2 separate regions of the Mus musculus genome follow, and region 1 is linked to region 2. A link is a contact called in public promoter capture Hi-C data. All regions are on one chromosome and are shown on one strand. The core of a region is the stretch at or near the end of the contact, and the rest is flanking DNA. Distances in the headings are between cores, read along the strand shown.

Evidence for each region. Promoter capture Hi-C pulls out the DNA fragments that hold promoters and counts their contacts.
Region 1: a promoter capture Hi-C map of liver shows a contact between it and region 2, with 4 times the contacts expected there. The contact joins the promoter of Wdr3 here to the promoter of Plrg1 in region 2. A contact is called at or near these places in 3 of 39 promoter capture datasets (liver and pre-B cells), 1 of 484 Hi-C or Micro-C datasets (CD4 T cells) and 1 of 9 other capture datasets (adipose tissue).

What each region holds. Positions count from the first base shown.
Region 1 is chr3:100,159,728-100,165,783 of GRCm38.p6, forward strand. It overlaps Wdr3 (WD repeat domain 3), which reads right to left and starts at 2,680. Exons shown (of 27, transcript NM_175552.5): 1 at 2,617-2,680; 2 at 1,293-1,495; 3 at 39-248. The coding sequence starts at 1,463. Gdap2 (ganglioside-induced differentiation-associated-protein 2) reads left to right here and starts at 2,736. Exons shown (of 14, transcript NM_010269.3): 1 at 2,736-2,938.
Region 2 is chr3:83,053,214-83,059,956 of GRCm38.p6, forward strand. Plrg1 (pleiotropic regulator 1) reads left to right here and starts at 2,325. Exons shown (of 15, transcript NM_016784.3): 1 at 2,325-2,441; 2 at 3,558-3,664; 3 at 5,443-5,585; 4 at 6,114-6,167; 5 at 6,624-6,714. The coding sequence starts at 2,433.

The sequences.
Region 1 (6,056 bases), core at 1,430-3,929, about 17 Mb after region 2:
GTGTGAGAAACAACCCTGGGCACCTGTCTGAGGCTCACCTTAGACCCAGAAGCCAGCCTGCCTCCTAGCTGATCGTACTTTAAGCTGGTGACAGCTGCTTTGTGTCCATTGAAGGTTATGTTTCCTTCACCACTGAGGAGGCTGAAGATTCGGATGGCTCCATCCTCATAGCCAACAGCTAGATGCAGCCCATCTGGGGAAGGACACAAGCAAGTGACTTCTTGTTTATTCCCCTGAAGGATAAGGATCTGAAATCATAAAGATGAAAACCAACTCAGAAGCGTGAGGCATGTAACAAGACAGCAGCACAGGAATGACCTCAGTACATACACATATCAACACATAACACATACACATATCAACACATAACACATATCAACATATAACACATATTACACATATCAACATATAACACATACACATATCAACATATAACACATACACATATCAACATATAACACATAGTACACATATCAACATATAACACATACACATATCAACATATAACACATACACATATCAACAATTTCCAGTCACTGATACACGAGGATAAAACTTGACAAGCAAAGACCATAAGCTCCTCAAGAGGTCATCACGTCCTCTCAAGCTTGGTGCTGGTGTGTATGCAAATGATCCAGGCAATGAGCTAAGTTAGCAACTTTGTATCCCAGTGATTTCTGATACAGAGCTATAAACTCATCCTTGTTGTAACTCAACCTACAGTACTAACAGTTTCATCCCAAGAAGAAGCTCTGGGTAGCAACAGGCTTCTATATATTTACATCTATAAATCTATATGTAACTCATCTCACCTCCTGGGAGTCACACAGTAAAGAGGGATAATTTATCTCTTTGTGCTTAGCAAGAAAGGAATAGCTTCTGTCACAGTCAAAGCAGAGTGAAGCAACCAATGAATCTCATCAGTTATGGTTAAGAGAAGGACTGCACAACACAGCAGAATGACAGTCCTTTGAAATTCTACTGCTTTACAGCTGGCTGTGAGAACAAGCAGAACATGAAAAGCAGAACCGGTCGACAAAAGTAGAAGTTAATAATGGCTAAGAATAATAACCCATGAAAACGAACACACCCATTTAAGCAAACTCCTGCTTGGCTGTGACTTTCAGAACACAACAGAATCTGGTGCTAGCCGTCTAGAAAAATAAAAGGGAAGTGATCTCTTGGGGGACTCACACACAAATGAGTGCAGGCAGGTCAGTCAAGGCTCTCCCACTTCACCCTTCCAAGAGTCGGTGTCATTTAACGGTGTCCATTTCTTATTTCTGACTTACCTTCTCGCCTTTCCTTAAGTCCCAGATAAAAACGTGTTCACAGGCGGGTACTGCCACATAGCGTCCTTTCTCACCACGGAGTGTCACAAAAACAATGTTACCTTTTTGGCTGCCAATCAAGCCAAAGACAGCACTAGCCACATAGCGCAGATACTGTTTAGTAAGCCCCATGCTGGGCTGTCTGATGACACCGGGAAGGCAATCTGTGTAAATAAACAAAATTCAGTTTTTGCAATACAATGACTCTGCACAGCTAACAAACAGGAACCTTTTTTTTTTACATGATCAAAAGCATGTAACTTGGCACAGATGGTAAAGTACCTGCTGTAGTACCCGCACCCACACATAAGGCCAGGCACAGAAAAATGCAGGTCTATGACCCCAGCACAGGGAAGGCAGAGAGAGAGATTCCTGGGATTCGAAGAGACCCTGTGTGTAGATCAGAGGAAGCCCAGAGTGAATGGGTCCTGCTGACATGAATGTAGCCATGTCAAGGACTTCAATGCCCCAGACCAATAGGAGAGGCATCATGGTCCTTTGGTTCAAGTGGGATGTTTACAGTGTTCCAGAAAATGTTCACCATAGCCTTCTTCCCTCCCACCACACCACCATGTGTACTGACTGAAGACTGCTCCCCACAGACTGTCCCTATTGCAATTAGATATTATCTCTATACAATCACCCTGTCTCCTTGTTCAGTTGTAAGCAATAATCCCCTCTTCATTTTCAACTGTATATAATAAGCTCGCAGAGCTTATGGGGCTGCTGCAGTTCCTCTATCCAAAAGCTCAGACCAACCGATCTCAGCTTTTATGCATGTGTGTTCATGTGTCTGCCTTTTCTACCCAGTTTTCTCTTCCCTGCACTTTCATCTCCAGTTTGTCTTCAACGAGCTGCTGCACTGGTTTTCTATCTAGCACTTCCACGTCCACGATTTTCGCTTCAAGTCATAGTAACACGCTTGTTTATCGTTTTCACATGCACTGTACCTACCCGAGGGCTTTAAAGCTTATTTCTCAAATAACTTCGCTTGTTTTCCTTCCTGCGACCTGGTCACTCTCAAACTATCCCCCGCACCTAAGTTTCTATTGCACATCATCCCCGAAATAATCCAAGGAAATCGGGCAGTTCCAGCAGCCTCGCACTCCGGCCCGGGGGCAGCGCGCGGCCTCTGGGTTCTGCGATGCAGACGGCCGCGGCAAAGGGCTTCTCCCCGGCCTCCCTAGTGCCCTTAGCGCGGAGTCCCTCGCCGCGTCGGCTCACCGTGAACACCACTGTGCGGGGAACCGCGCCCCGCGATCCCTAAAGAGCCAGCAACACTCACCTCACTCTCCACGAGGCTCCAGCAGACAGCGCTGCCTACGAGACCCGCCACTTCCGGTCCGATTGGAAGTTTCTTCCGCCCGGCGTTTCCCTTACCTTCTAGGCGGAAGTGACGGCAGAGCGCTGTGATTGGGTGGCGTGGCGGAGAGGAAGCGGGTACCTTCGCTGTCAGATCGCTGTCGCCAGTCACCCTGGCCTCTGGAGACCGGTTCGCTTCAGCCTCCGCCTCTGGCAAGCAAAGTGTACGGATGTCATCCGCCTGAATTCTGCCACGGATCTGAGTGAGCTGCGGGCCGCCGCCCGGATGGGCCCGCCCGAGCGCTGTGAGAGAAGGGCGAAGCCGGGAAGGGAGGGCGACACAGTCGGGTGCGGCGGCTGGGAGGGATTGGGCTGGCGGGTCCTCCCGGGCTTTGGGCTTCGCACTCAGGGTAGGTTGGGTCGCCAAGCTCTGGGGACGCAGGTCCCCGGGATTTGCTGGGACGCGGTGCTGCGAGCAGCCCTGCGGGTGGCGGCTCTAGCAGAGTCCAGCCCGTCCTATAAATCGGGTTCCCTGTGGTCAGACGCTGAGCCCAGGATGCTGAGTTGTAAAAAGACCCCGCAGTCCCTGGAGTGACATTGACCTGGCTTTGTGTTTCCGCTTTCAGGTCACTTGAGAGGGAAGTGACCCTGGGCTTACTGGTCCTTAATTGTAGACTGAGACTGAGCCACTCTGTTAACGAGGAAATTAGCTTTTCTTCTCTTGCCCCCTTTTATCCTTGGGCTGGTCTAGAAGTTTTAGAAACGAGGTCTGATGTCTGTAGCTGTCTATATAACTGTACGTATAACTATACAAAAGAATTGATCCCTGCCATGGTTTACTGAACCTCTGTAGCCAACCTAGAAATTAGACATGTAGACAATTGTAGCTGACAGGTAGACTTGTCTTCCTTATTTTTTTTTTTTTTTTTTTTTTTTTTTTTGAGACAGGGTTTCTCTGTGTAGCTCTGGCTGTCCTGGAACTCACTTTGTAGACCAGGCTGGCCTCGAACTCAGAAATCCGCCTGCCTCTGCCTCCCAAGTGCTGGGATTAAAGGCGTGCGCCACCACGCCCGGCCTTTCCTTTTTAATTTTAGCTACTATTTACTGGGTAAGATTTTCTTAGTGATTTAAAACATGTCCAGCTCATCCTCTGTGTTTAAGAAAATTGTTTTGAAAGAAGAATCATTTGTAGTGGGTTGGATGAAAAGAAGGCAAGAAATCGTGATGATAAATTTATTCCAGGCTGGGGAGGAACATTTGGATAGATGTGTATGGACCCTACCTCCTGTAGATGCTGTGCATTTCCTTGTTAGAGATGGGAGATGTGTGCTTTGGTGGGGAAACAGTTTAGAAGATTTCAGGCCTGCCCAACCTTTAGACATTGCCAATTGATGTTGTCATCTTTGGTCGTGGGATCAAAGCCAGGTTTTGTCCACAACTTTAATACCAGCACTGGAAAGCCAGCCTGGTATGATATAGAGTGCTGCATCTAGCATCCCTATCACCACCCCTCCTTAGACAGAGTCTCACAAAGGCCCTGTTCTGGAGCTCTCTGAAGACCATGTTGTCCTTGAGCTCACAAAGATCCACCTGCCTCTGCCTACAGCATGCAGGAATTAAAGGCGTGTACTGGCCCGCCAGGCTAAACTAGCACACCTTAATCTTACATATTTTCTTATCCAGTACTTTAAGATACATTTTCTTATCTAGTACTTGAAGAACAACATTATTATTTTAAGTTTCAAATTGCACTCTGTATGAAGACTTGCAACTGAAGCATGCTCTGGTGTGTTTAATATGTAGGTGACACTGCTAATTCACCGGAAAACATGTGTTTTGTATGTTTTTTTGAATGATGATTTACAGTTTACCTGGGACCATTGATGAAGGTTAGAGGTCTGTTTTATTATAATGTATTTATTTGCTGATATAGGTGAGCACGGACATGTTTTCATCTGAGCAGCTTCCATTTGCATAAAGTAACTCTTGTAAATATAATTGATTTGGCATCAGGATGAATATGGTGGGTGCTTTCACCCTTATATATCCTGGGCATTTAAATATTGAAATACAGAGCCATAAAGAATAATAAACCTGTTATTTGCCAAAAGCAACAAACAAGCTGCTTAATTATTAGAGGTCAGATTCATGGTCCAACTCTATGTGTTTCCCAGACTTAGCTCACCTGTGTAAACATTTGACAGTCATCTTCTCCTCTTAGTTGGTTCTCACTCTCCCCCCCCCCCGCCCTTTTTTTAAGTGGCACCATTCATTTTGTTTTATTTTGTTGAGATAAGATAATTCTGGCTGTCCTAGAACTAGGACAGCTGGGCCTCAAATTCACTGAGCTCAACCTGCCTTAGCCTCCCAGAGCTGGAATTTAAGGCCTGTGCCACCACACCCAACTTGATACCATTCTTTTTTACCTGTTTGGAAACTCAGGTTTTGAGACAGTGATCCCAAGTGCTCTGCCTGATGCTGCCGGACCTGGAGGAGTAAAAATCTGGTCTCTGCAGGCAATTCAATTTTTCAAATAACTCACAATTTGTATGTTTTTAAAAGCTAATGGTGGCAGGATGCAGGGGGAAATAAGCTACAAAGAACTCTTTGAATCATAAAGAATAGTAGCTTCTCTTTGTTTGGGGGGGGGGGTCCTTTCTCTTAAACTAACATAGAAAATATTTAGCCTAATTCATAGATCTGATTTAGTCTGGAAACCAACAACTTTTTGATACAAAACTGTGCCTCAGGAGACTGTGAGTTTTACTAAACTATAGTGCTTGTTTGCAAGCTTGTTCAAAGTTCAACACTGGTCAATTGATTTCCAGTGGGAAGGGCTTTTTGGTTTCATGTTGCTTAATTTCTGGCTAAGGTTATAAATCACTGTAGTCATGTCTGCTCCCCTTCCCCCCCACACACACAGTTCCCATCATGCCCACCACCCTGCTTGTTTTCAGTCTATCCCTAGAATTCTTAATCTAAGTCTGGAAATCCTTTCAGATATATGCATCATCTCTTACAGGCTATATTTCTTACCACACATTCTGTGGAGTGAGACAGTGTTTAGGTTTCTGCCACCTTTGGGTTCGCTGCTCCGCTTTTGCACAAGCATGGCCATGAGTTTATGTTGGGAGCAGGCAGGAGTTAAATCTCTTTTTAATGAGAAAAATCAGTTTCTCTTTGGAGGTGCGGATGGAGCTGCCAAAGAATTCAACCTTGATTAACTTTCAGGAAGCTTTCCAGGAAAGGCCTTACCTTTTGCCCCACAGTCAGCTTTGAGCATTAGTTATCGTTCATTTAGCACTCACACTGACGTCTTCAGTAGCTGGAGAGAGGCAACGAGCTGTACTGACTGGAGATGATTGGGTGTATAGGAGACCTACTGAAGTCCATACACATCAAGGACAGTAATGGGACTTCTCG
Region 2 (6,743 bases), core at 1,075-3,574:
TTTGTTGATCCCTCTGCTGATCCTTGTGTGTAGCTGATAAGGAGCCATGGGGGCAGGGACAAGAGGACATTCTCTCATCTGACCAGATACGGATCATAGGAGCGATAGCAAGAAAAGGCTGCTTCTCTGCTTCTGTTGAGACCAACCACCACAAGCTTTAGGGATGTCTTTGGAGTTCAGGACTGGTTCTACAGTGGTCCTGTCAGTATGCTGGACGCGACAGGTGACCAAGAGTGGGTATGCTAGCCCTACCTCCTGCTAGTCCTATCAGAGTCTCTTAAGCAGATTGGAATCTGTAAAGGAAGTAAGCGGAGAATCAGATCCACTGACTTGGTTTCTCATTCACAGCAGCATTGCAGAGGGAAGACTCAGCTACTGCAGTCTCTGCTTAGACTTTCGACTCTTCAGTTAAACCTGTCAGGCCTTCTGCTTGTCCCAGTTGTACCAGGCCACATTCTACCTCACTGATCATTGCTCAACAGGCAAGGTACACTAATTGAAGGAGATTGAAAGGATTTGTATTACTGAATGAAAAAAAAACAGCTTTGTTAATGAAAAAACGGCTTTCCTTAAAATCTGCACGATTGTTTTCACACATACAAACGCAGCATTCATATTTATATTCGTAAATAATTTGTCATGTTTGCTTAAAGAAAGTGTCCTCTGCACACTTATGAAGAGCCATAGTGACCTCTACTGTCCAGAAAAGGCAGCTCGCAAGGTTAGCCAGAGCAGGTTTTTGCTTACTTTTAAAGACACGTACATCTTATTCTTTTCGTTTGTTTTGGTTTTATTCTCTGTGTAGTTCTGGCCCTGGCTATCCTGGAACTCAGAGATCCGACTGCCTCTGCCTCCTCAGTACTGGGATTAAAGGCGTGCGCCAACACCTCTGAACTGGGACTCCTAACCAGCCAAAGATCCTGGATCCCTTCAAATACAAGAAAATAGGAGGGAGGCCATAGCAAACAGAAAAACCCAGGTTCCTATATGAACAGGAGATCTGTGTATGATATGTGTGATTTATGGGTCTCATGACTAGATAATAGGATCACCCAAGCTATTCATTTAAGAAGGAAATTTTCACACGGGTGGCTTAATTCAAGAGCTGTAAGAAGAGTAAAACCTAGTGTGGTTTACCTCAGTAGACTGCCCTTATGAGCCTTGCATAAGCTGTGTTCAGGATGACTAAGGTATCTCACAAGTTTAATGAGAGTTGTCTAGTAGTTATATTAACATAGATACATTAAGGTCTTTCTTACATTTCCTTAGTGTTTTGTGATTTAAAATGTTCTTTTCTATGGCTATTACTATTTCCTTGCAACGTGCACAAACATTAGCCACTTTTACAGAAAATAAGATCCTTTGGCTAAACTCACATTCACATTTAGAAATGACTACTTGCGGGCTACAAAGATGGCGCTGACGTTAAGGCTCAAAACTAAAAAGACTAGAAATGTCCATTTTCAGGTTAAAAACACGACCTTCATGTTTTTAATGAATTAAAATATAAATCGAGCGAGAGCATTGCTGTATCGGCGCTACGTTTCATCCTTCTCAAAGTATTCGCAGTATTCTGAGGACGGTATCCGTGAACTTAACCACAGTTCAGGAAGACGCACAATCTGTGAAAACGCCTTAAGATCGCAAATAGCAACTACATCAATACAGAAAACATTTGAAAACGATCGATCATATAAGCCACAGATTTATTTTTAACCTGGGTAAATCACAAAACCTCAACACTTTAGCGTCAAGCCAAATAAAATAAAACCAACTTAAGTTCTCAACCTTTTTTTTTTTTTTTTTTTAATTGCTTGTTTAAGCTGGACAGTGGTGGCGGCGCACGCCTTTAATCTCTGCACTTGGGAGGCAGAAGCAGGAGGATTTCTGAGTTCGAGGCCAGCCTGGTCTACAGAGTGAGTTCCAGGACAGCCAGGGCTACATAGAGAAACCCTGTCTCGAAAAAAAGAAAAGAAACGAAAAAGTTGCTTGCTTAAAACCTCCAAGTAAGGAGCACCAAGCTTCTGGAAGCAGGTACCGCCCCTAAACGTTAAGGCTGGCGCGCTCCCTTAGCTCCGGCTGAAATCTCCGCCCTCAGGCAGGAGACTCCGCCCAGCTCCGCCGAGACCCGCCCTTCTGCCTGGAGACATCGTTCGTCCCCGCCCAAACCCCGCCCCAGTCCCGCCCAGCGGCTGCCGAAGTCCCGCTCTCCTCCAAGAGGCTCCGCGCAACTCCGCCTAGCTTCCGCCCTCCACCGCTAGACTCCGCCCCTCGACCCCTGCGCGGCGGGTTGCCAATACGCATGTGCGGTTAGCGTCACGTCCGGCGACGGGCCCCAATCTCCGGAAAGAGCTGCCGAATAGTGGCGGCGTTTTCTGCGGCGATTATTTGAGTTCCTTCGCTGCTGGAGGGGTAGACTAAACGGCGGCGACATGGTGGAGGTAAAGTGATGCTTGGGTACTTGGGAGTCGTTTGTCCCTGGAGCTTTGCTTTGCCCACGGAAGTGTAGGATGAAAGTGGTGGGAATCTGGGGAAAGGAACTGTAGTCAAAGCTGGTGGTCTCGGCACGTCGGGGTGGGAGGAAGGCCGATGACATCCCAAGTCCGAGCTTCAGTCGGCGGGAAGCCTGAGGGAATCCTGCAGTCCGTGTGTTGTCGTAGGTACCTGGCCGTCTCCTGGGAGGCGGGGCTTCTGATGTTCCCACCGTGGCTGGGATGCTAGTCCGTGCTGTCTTGTCAGTTCCACTGTTATTTCATCTCTACCGCAGTAGAGGCGTGCGGTTCTTGATTTTGTTTGTTTGTTTGTTCTTGCGTATCCCAAACGTTTCTTACTCCCACCCACTGCGTTCCAGGTCCACTGCAGTCCTCCGAGTCTAGCCTAACATCTTTTGCCCGGACTCATTCAATAACTTCCAGCTGGTCTAAGTGCTTAGGATTAACGAACACATTGCAGGAGTGTAGTTCAGTGCTGCTTTCTGTTCCAGTGTTATAGAGTAAAAATGTTGGTGGTGGCAGAGGTCTAAACCTCACCGACCCTGGAAACCCACACTTCCGCAGCATTCACAACTGCTGCGGTTCTGAGTTATCTGGACACCTTTGCAGTGGGATTTCCCACACTTTCACTGCTTGTACCTCTATTCCGTGTAAGGCTGTCTCCCTCTCTGCTTATCACCTGAGAGAAACCTTTCTTGATTATATCTACCAATTCTCCCCCCACCAACTCATCCCATTGCCTATTTTCATAGAACCCTCCAAAAATGTGGAATTATTTTGCTTATTTTTGTCTGTTGCCTCTTGAGTACACTGCATGCCGCATACAGTACTAGCTCGGTAAATATCTACTGAACACATTGTAGGCATTACTCAGTTACTTTTCTAAGAGCTCTGGCCAGACAGGAGCTTTCTCATCTTCGTTGTTGATTGCTGTAGTTTGTTACAGTTATTGAGGAGTGTATATCCTTCTCCATATTTAGCGTGGAAATTGCATAATGACTCTCATGTCGATTAGGGTGTATGGGTCTCTTGTTAGATGTGTGATTTTTGGCTGTCTCTTTACAGGAGGTACAGAAGCATTCTGTACACACACTGGTGTTCAGGTCATTGAAGAGGACCCATGACATGTTTGTGGCTGATAATGGAAAACCCGTGCCTTTGGATGAAGAGAGGTAAGCTTTATTCCTTTTCAGTTGCTAAAGTATTTAATATTAACAGAAGGGTGCAGAGAGAGGGGAGGAGGGGACTTTGAAAGGTCTTAAAAGTGCATACTCACAGGACGCTTGGGCAATAGCAAGTGGCTTTCTAGTGTAATATAAGTAATGGTAACTCATTTTTCTATTGTCTTGTCTTCTGCAGTAAAAACATCATTACCTAACTATAGTTTACAGGCACCCAGTGTGATGATTTGAAAGAGAATGGCCTCCATAGGCTCATGCGTTTAAATGCTTGCTTGGTCTCTAGTTGGTGGAGCTGTTTTGGAAGTATTAGGAGGTGTGGCCTTGTTAGAGGAGGTGTGGCCTTGGGGAGAAGCTGTGAGATTTCAAAAGCCTACACTATTCCCAGTTAGCTCCCTTATTGCTTGTCTACTCCCTCCCTCTTGTCCAGCCCCCCACCCCCACCCCACACATCATGCTTGCCAATCAGATGTAAGCTCTCGGCTGCTGCTCCAGCACTGTGCTTGCCTGCCTGCTCTCATGCTCCCTACTCTTATGGCCAAGGACTCTATCCTCTTGAGCCATGACCCCCTAGTTAAATACTTTATTTTCTAAATTGCCTCCAGAATGGTGTTTGCCATAGCAATAGAAAAGTAACCAGTACCCAGTAATTAGGGGCATCCCTGCTATGTCATCTTGTTTGTAGTGAATCAGTTTGTGTGTGATTTTAGCTTCTGCTCTCAGACTCTTTGTTTTGTTTTGTTTTGTTTTGTTTTTCGAGACAGGGTTTCTCTGTGCATCCTTGGCTGTCCTGGAACTCACTCTGTAGACCAGGCTGGCCTCGAACTCAGAAATCCGCCTGCCTCTGCCTCCCAAGTGCTGGGATTAAAGGTGTGCGCCACCACTGCCCGGCTTCTGGTCTCAGACTCTTGTTCTGCTGAAATTGTACTTGGCCAGTACTACTCCCATCTTTGCTCCGTGGTGTAGTGAAGAGTTTTGAGTGGCATATTTTTGCTTCTCGCCAGCCCTAGTCTGGGAATTGTGTTATGTGCAGTGCCTTTCTTTGCCCTTTGCTTTTTTTTAATAATCTACTTAATTTCCCTCATTTGCATTCATATTTAATTTATAAGGTAGATTATCTTTTTAAGTAATATAAGTACATTTCTCTTTAAAATGCTGAGCTAGCCAGGCGGTGGTGGCCCACGCCTTTAATCCCAGCACTTGAGAGGCAGAGGCAGGCGGATTTCTGAGTTCGAGGCCAGCCTAGTCTACAGAGTTGAGTTCCGGGACAGCCAGGGCTATACAGAGAAACCCTATCTCGAAAAACCAAAAAGTAAAAATAAATTTAAAAATATAAATAAAATGCTGAGCTAATTTAGTGCTTTCATTGGGTCTAACTTTTTAGACTACTAGTAAAGATATCTATACAATTTAACTATATTCAGACATTTAAAGTTTAAGCTATATTAGTTTGTGTATGTCTTTAATTCACTTGGACCCTTGAGGTCTCATCCAAAAAGGTTTTGTGTTTATTGGGCTGCAAACTAAGGTCTTACTTTGCTTTGAATGAATACTGTATGATAGATTGTGAGATAAAGTAAACGTATATGGTATGGAAATGCATTTTAGAATGTTGTAGTTGTTAAAATACTATGTAGCTTGAGAAACCTCCTGCATCTGTGACATGGAGTACCGTGTCTGCTTCTGTGCTTCTCTGGTTAGCTGACTCTTTTCACTGGTGAGTGTGTTTCCAGTACTTACGGGTGCATTTCATCTTTATGATCTTTACATAGTCACAAGCGGAAAATGGCAATCAAGCTTCGCAATGAGTATGGTCCTGTGCTGCATATGCCTACTTCAAAAGAGAACCTTAAGGAGAAGGGACCTCAGAACGCAACAGACTCATATCCTCATAAGCAGTATCCCGCCAACCAAGGTGAAAACCATCGGGTTTACAAGTGAATTTTTAAAATAGGAGAAAATGTCTCCTTAGAGCTTCCCTGGGGGCACTGCTTAGTTGTTGCTGTGATGGTGGCCGTTTTGATGAGCTCGTCAGAGTAGTAATGAAGATGCTTAGGTGAGGACTTTTTCTAGAAAACAGAATGTATGATTATGATTCTCTTAGGAGGTAGGCAAGATTACAGTGGTGTCTACAGGGAAAACTCAAGTTGATTCCTAGCCTGTGGGGAGACCATCTGTGAGTTCTTTATCTTGAAAAGATGAAATTATAGTTACAAAGACTCTGCTATTCCATGTGAAACTATTTACTGTGAAGAACAGCTGGAACAGGTCAGTGGGAGGGGCGCCTTGACTTATTAGCAGCTTACAGGCAGAACCATCAACTCCCTGCCTTTCTGAGGCTTCTGTAGAGTTGGAAAGGAAAACTTAATATTTATAATACCTTTGAAAAGGCAGTACTTGGATAAAGGCAAACTCACTGGCAATGAATTTATTATTTTTTTAGGACAAGATGTTGAGTATTTGGTGACAGGCACCCATCCATACCCAGCAGGACCCGGTAAGTAACAGTAAGGCCGCACAGATGTGTGGGCACTGTGTCTACACAGACATAGTGTCTGTTGGCTCGGACAGTTGTCAGGTACCTAAATTGAAATAGATGAGGATGTATGGCTGAGATGTACTTGAATGCATGGGTATAGACAGGCTGGCATGAGGGAAGCAAATATGCTTGGACAGAGGACAATAAGCCTTATGTTTGCAGTTCACATGGGCATTGTGTACTTCTTTTAGTCACTTAATTTACTCTTGGAAGTAGTCTGTTAATATTTGCATGACTACTATTTGCTTATGAGTATACTGTCTGAATCAATAGGAAATTAACTTTATTGTCTTGCGTTCTCTTAATACCAAGCTGCTTGTGTTCAGTCAAATTTGATCTGTGTATTAGCCTGTATTTATTATAAGGAATTAAAACCCAAGTCAAGCTGAGTGTAACGAAGGTTGTTGTGAACAGGTGTTGCCTTGACTGCTGATACTAAGATCCAGAGAATGCCAAGTGAGTCAGCTGCACAGTCCCTCGCTGTGGCGTTACCGTCCCAGACCAGGTATGACTGACGCTCTACTTACATAGATT